2 separate regions of the Muntiacus reevesi genome follow, and region 1 is linked to region 2. A link is a contact called in public Hi-C data. All regions are on one chromosome and are shown on one strand. Each heading gives the region's core, a stretch centred on a gene start, on an enhancer-like site or on the middle of the called end of the contact. The rest is flanking DNA. Distances are from core to core; before and after follow the strand shown.

Region 1 (3,149 bases), core at 457-2,956, 3.5 Mb after region 2:
AATATTCAACAACTGATATTTGATCAGTTACTATCAAAGCATCATTACATGCAAGCCTTGTAAAAAGGGTGGAAAATCAAGATACTTTTTGAAAGAATCCTAATCTTCAAGAATGTATATTCTAAAGGAGTTTTAAAAAATTTATCGGGAAAAAAGTTCATTACCAAGGTAAATAGCCCCGTCAGTCTAAATTAGCAGTAATTTTCCCTCCCTAAGAAATAAGCTTCCCAGATGGCTCAGTGGTAAAGAATCAGCTCGCCAAGCAGAAGACGCAGGTTCAATTCCTGGGTCGGGAAGATGCCCGGAGAAGAAAATGGCAACCCACACCAGAATTCTTGCCTGGAAAATCCTATGGGCAAAGAGAAGCCTAGACGGCGACAGTCACGGAGTGTCAAAAGAGTCCGACACAGTTTAGTGACTGAACAGCAACAAAGAAATTTTCCGTTTTCATTTCGGTAAAAGGAGCCAAGGATTGCAGTATCACAATTATATTGACAACTCAACACAACAAAACGCAATCTCTTTAAAAAAAACTGTAAGATCTCAAATATTTAATAGAAAAGCATGGATATATGTTTTGTTAAAAACTCGTAATTAACAAAATTTAGGATTTCTGCTAAGGTTGCCAAAAAAAAAAAAAAAAAGAACTTTCATAGTTTGTACTACGAATAAGATAAACTTACTTTCAAACTTCTCAGGAGTCATTAAAGTATTTCTCTAACCTCAATGAAGTTTCCACCTGGAATACAACTTGAAATTCTCGAGACTACAGATTAAACGGTTCGCGATTAAAAAAGAATTGATCCTGTTTCCTGAATATAGGAGAGCTTAAAAACCTAAGATGACATAACACGGCTGACGAAAGACACTCTGGTTTGTGGAAACCGCCTGCCTTCCTCTCCTGTGGCCGGTATGGAGCGTAATTAGCAGATCACTTCTTTCCAGAGTTAGTCACAGTCACGGGTATCAAGGATCAAGTACAAACTCCTGGTTAAACGAACACAAACCGAGCATGTACTGCGGCCGTTCTCTAGCCAAAGGGCGGGTCTAACACTGGCAGAGAGGTACCTCCCTGGTTTAATAACTTCATTTCACAGTTTCAAGGTTAATATCCCATACTTTCCTAGAAGACTGACTGCCTTAAACTGACTCCTCATTCCTAAGAGGGACCCGGCGAGCAGTCCCGTGGGTCTCTCTCCCCAGAGCCGGTGACTGCTCGGCCTAAACCGTCAGCCCTCACCCATACTCGCCCTAGCAGACCAGATGTAGCCGTTGGCTTGTAGGGCTCGGGGTCCCACCCGGGGTCCGGCCTTGAGAGGGCTGCCCGACGCCTGAAAAAGCCAGCGGCACAACCCCACGACAAATCGCACTACGCTGTTTCTGCCTTTCCCCTACTCTTTTCCTCAAGAACACCGGGCAGCCCGAAGCCCTAGCGGCGATCGTAGCGGACACCGAGGCCTAACCCCCCTCCCCGAGACCTCGGCCTCGTCTGTCGTCCGCAACCTCCGGCTGCTGCTGCTCCTAACCGGGACACTAACCAGTGACTCCACACGGCCGCTCGGCTCGGCCTTCACCCAGGCCTCAGCAGCTTGCGTGAGCCGATACGCGCCCACTGCCTCCTGTCCGCCGACCTCACACTTCTCTTGCAGCCGCGTTCCCCCACAGCCCGCTCCCCACTGGCTGGCGGGTAGCTGCGGGCGCCTACACCTCAGGAGAAGACCTACACGAAACGCTTTCCTATTGGCTCCTGCTTCCCCACCTGACCCTGGCGTCCTACGCGCACGTGGAAAACTGTTGTTGCTGATCAGCCCATGCGTCACTTCCGGCTCCAACCCCCGAAAGGGCTGAGCCGAAGCCGGCGGAAAGGGAAGTGAGTTCAGAGTTGCCGAGTCTTCCCATTCCGCCGCGCCTGGCGCAGGCGCGATACCTCGCGGGGCAAGGACCTGCAGCCCCGCCTCGGTGAGGAAGCCCCGCCTGCGCCCCTTGGCGGCTCGGGTCTCCAGTGGCTACGCGGCAGCGATGCCCCGCTATTGCGCAGCGATTTGCTGTAAGAACCGCCGGGGACGAAATAATAAAGAGCGGAAACTTAGTTTTTACCCGTAAGTTGCCCCTAAAGCGGAAGCTTCAGCTTGCCTTTGGGTCGCAGTCCTGTGGCATCTGGGGTTAGGGTTTGGCGTCCCTCCTGCCTGCTCTGTAAACTTGTCCTCGGTTCTCCGGGAGTGTTTGATTTCTGCGCAGGAGGAGGGCGCAAAGGCGCGAGTTGAGTCTTCCTGGAAATGTTCAGACATTTCTAGCGAGGACGCTGGGCGTGTGGCGAGGCTTAGGGGTCTGTTGGGGGTGTTAATAGGACGTTTTAAGCGGTAAAGTTTGAGCGATGCTTCTGGTTTTCAGAGCATTTCCCCACCTCCCCTGACCTCATTTCATTGAACAACACTAATCACTTCAGATGCACCAAACGTGCCGAATGGGAAGGTGCCTGCCCTCCAAGTTATCTTACACCTCCTGTGAGTTAGGTCGCGTAGATGTTATTCCATTTTCTTCTGAGAAAACTGAGGTTTTTCAGAAAAGATTATGTAATTTACCTTGAAAGTTTTGTGGCAGAGGCGGAATTATAATCTGTCACCTGCTCAGGGCTCTAGATAAGTCTTCATTCGTACAGAGAGCAGGTAAGTAAGGGCAAACAGGTTTTCCCCGCTCTCCGAACGTAGAGCGTTCCTAGGAAGCCTTTCCGAAGCGAGGAAACAATTTCTTTTATTTCGTAAAAACGAAAAATTTGTTCGGGCCCTAATACCTGTTAGACCTAACTTTCCTAAAATTGAAGTGGCAGAAAGCGAACTCTGAGAAGTAGGGAATATACCACTTTATTCCAAATTACTGTTTGTATTCCAAATAACTATAGCCACGAAATATTTTTTTGTGGAACCCCAGAAATGCTTATTTTTATTTGGAACAATAGGGAAGAGGTATTGTGTACTACTTACTAATAAGAGACACGGCTCCAAAGCTAGATCTAGGTTCAAATCCTGGCTCCATCACTTTGCAGCTGAACGACCTGTAAATTATTTAACCCTGCTACCTAAGACCTTCCGTCTGTAAAGTGGACACGTTAATAGTACCGAATTCACACGTAGCGTCTAAAAACATAAAAT
Region 2 (2,861 bases), core at 128-2,627:
TTAGCCGTATAGTTAGGACTAAAAAATCATTAATTCAGTTAAGCACCTACCCATCCAGTAAAAGTTTCAACTCTGCAAAGAGGAATCAAAAAAAAAAAAAAAACCCTAAACTTTTGGCCAACTGCAATCTGAGCTCCTCACCACTCCCGCCTATTCCAGACTCCCAGCGGAGAACCTACAAAATATAGCACAAAGGAGAACGCAGTTTCTGCCCCCGGGAGTAGGAGCTGGTTTCGACGGGTCGCACCAGAGCCGGGGACTCGGGATTTGTGCGGGTGCCAGATAAATGTAGGAGCAGAGTCTACGCTGGGACAGTGGACCCCAGCCTCTGGCGCCTCGGCCGGGCCAGGTGCACACGCGGGATGCGCAGGAAGGCAGCCGAATGGGATGGATGCCACATGGGTTCCTCTGCGTCACCCCGGCCCCACGGCGCAAGGCCCAGGCCGCGTGACGCAAGAGCCGGTCCAAACCCGCCGGACGTTTGGCATTCCCGAGAACTCCATGTTGGAGCCGAGTGGTCCAAGACGACCAGTGACAGCATGGACAGAACTCCGAGCTCGGCACCACCCTCTGTGAAGAAGAGCTCTAGAGAGCCAGTACCAGTCTCTGAAAACACTTCCTCTCCCGCCCAGCTCCCAGTCACCCCCAACCACAACCCATTCTCAGGGCAAGAACCCATCTGTCCCTCTCCCTGCCCCGCGGCCGGTGCCCAAGAGTTCGGTTCGCACGCCAGATCCAAATCGCGCGAGGTTCGGCCCCCAAGGCATGCTGGGAAGCGTAGTCCGCCGGCCACGCCAAGCGCCCCGCCAACGCATACGTCTAGAGGAATAGAACTACAAATCCCAGGGTGCCCTAGGCTAAGCGACTCGCCAACCCGGCCGGTATCTGGGATGCCGGCGGCGGGGATACTTTCTTACCTGCTGTCGCCGCCGTCGCTGCAGCTGCCCCTGAGCCGCCGCCACCACTGCCACCGCGGTGGGCAGTGTTCCGCTTCTTATTCTTCGGCATCGTGGGACGCCCGGTGCCGCCTAAACTCTAGCTTAGCGAGGATCAGCCGATGGAGCTGCACTTTTTACTCGTGCGTCTGTGCGACGGGCGGCTGAGTGGCGAGTCTTCGGCTAACAACAGAGGCGAGAAGCGGCGCGGGTAAGAGCGGGCGATGGCGGCAGCTGAAATCCCCGTGAAGAGCTGTGATCGGAAACGATACATGTTTCTCTCTAGCGCGGGAGCTAAGGCGGGGCGGTCGAGGCCACAACGCCTTAAGTAGCAGGACCGCCGCCTGTCGTCACCATCCGTGGGCGGGACTCGAACTCTCACTAGCCAATCCCCATATAGCTCCCCACCCAAGGCCGACTTCGGGCGGGCGAAGGATGCTCACCACAGCTCCCATGCCGCAAGTCTTCCAGCGGCGCCCGGGGAGCCGGCCTTCGCTGCTGTGCTGAATCATGGGAGATGTAGTCGGCGCCGTGGAGCCGCCTCCCAGCTCCTCCCAACTGGCTTTTCTGCGCACATGCTTCCTTTCTCGTGACCCTTCCACTGCCTGCTGGCGGCCCAGCCTTGGAATTGACGGAGGTGGCCGCCGGCGGTGAGCAATGCCGCGGGTATGCCACATGACGACAGCCAGCCTCCAACTGGGAGCTACGCAATCCGCGTCGCTGGTCTGTCTCCAGAGACTCGCGTTCTTCTCTTTAACCTTTCCCTTGCTTGCGGCCTCTGCCCTGGCACAGAAACCTCTCTAGTTGGGAACGTTTCCGTGGTTTTAGTAGTTGAATTCGTTTAGCGATAATCAGTATCTATAACTGAATTGTGGTTCAGGGCTATGTGCCCCCCCCCCCCCCTCACCTTCAAAAAGATGTGCTTTAATCTGCTTGGGCTTCCCAGATGTCTCAGCGGGTAAGGAATCCGCCTGCAATGCAGAAGACAGAGGAGACTCGGGTTTGATCCCTAGGTGGGGAAGATCCCCTGGAGAAGGAAATGGTGACCAACTCCAGTATTCTTGCCTGGAAAATCCGATCGAGAGAGGAGCCTGGCAGGTTACAGCCGATGGGGTCACAAAGAGTCGGACACCACTGAGCACAAGGCACGTTGACAATCTACTTAGTCGTGTAGTTCTTCTATTTCTCCTAAACTAGAAAGATCTGGCGACTCAGATTTCTATGAAAGAATGTGTCCTTTGACAAATTCTTCCTGCCAGTTAGGAGGTCAGTCTGGGAATAAGTATTGGGTTTGGGGAATTTAACAGCTGGTAAAACAAACATGAGCTATAAATACCAATAATCTCAGCGTTTTTTATTTTATTTTCCAAGGTGAGTCTAAGATCTGTCTTCCTTGTTATATTTGCTACATATTTAGAACCTGTTATTGAGTTCATATATTATGCTTATGACAGACCGAACTCACTGACTCACTTCAATGTAGGTGACTCATCCCCCACTCCACCTCTCTCCTGAGCTGCTTCTCTTATTTTCTTTTGAATGGCGTATAGCACATTTCCACCTGAATGTTCCATATGCACTCAATCCAGCTTCTGGAATACTGCGTTTCCCTCTCCCTGCCTTCCTTTCATGTGTTCACAATTACTGCTATCCTCCAATATGCCCAAATCGAAACCTGGTTTCCCTAAAACAATTAGTTTTTCCAAAAACTCCTGAATTCATAAGCTCTTCTCCAATTACACATGACCTCAGTTGGTGCCTAGGCATTTTAAAGGATCTTGCCAGTCATTTAATTGACATTATGCTATCTCATGCATGATAATGTTGCCAAATTTATTGATATCTCCCCTATTTTATTAATTCACATGGTTTAGTAGTTGCTCAAAAACATTTTTGGTTCCCATTACCAATATGTTAAATGCCAGT

What was found. A called contact is a pair of places that touch in the nucleus more often than the background predicts.
Region 1: a Hi-C map of muscle shows a contact between it and region 2, with 11 times the contacts expected there. The contact joins the promoter of DNAJB9 here to the promoter of LOC136170828 in region 2. A contact is called at or near these places in 2 of 3 Hi-C or Micro-C datasets (blood and muscle).

Annotation. Positions count from the first base shown.
Region 1 is chr6:56,537,221-56,540,369 of mMunRee1.1, forward strand. It overlaps DNAJB9 (DnaJ heat shock protein family (Hsp40) member B9), which reads right to left and starts at 1,707. Exons shown (of 3, transcript XM_065938851.1): 1 at 1,539-1,707. THAP5 (THAP domain containing 5) reads left to right here and starts at 1,914. Exons shown (of 3, transcript XM_065939567.1): 1 at 1,914-2,099. The coding sequence starts at 2,020.
Region 2 is chr6:53,079,146-53,082,006 of mMunRee1.1, forward strand. It overlaps LOC136170828, which reads right to left and starts at 1,378. Exons shown (of 1, transcript XM_065939333.1): 1 at 1,051-1,378. The coding sequence starts at 1,209. The coding sequence ends at 1,051. IFRD1 (interferon related developmental regulator 1) reads right to left here and starts at 1,140. Exons shown (of 12, transcript XM_065939331.1): 1 at 918-1,140. The coding sequence starts at 1,008.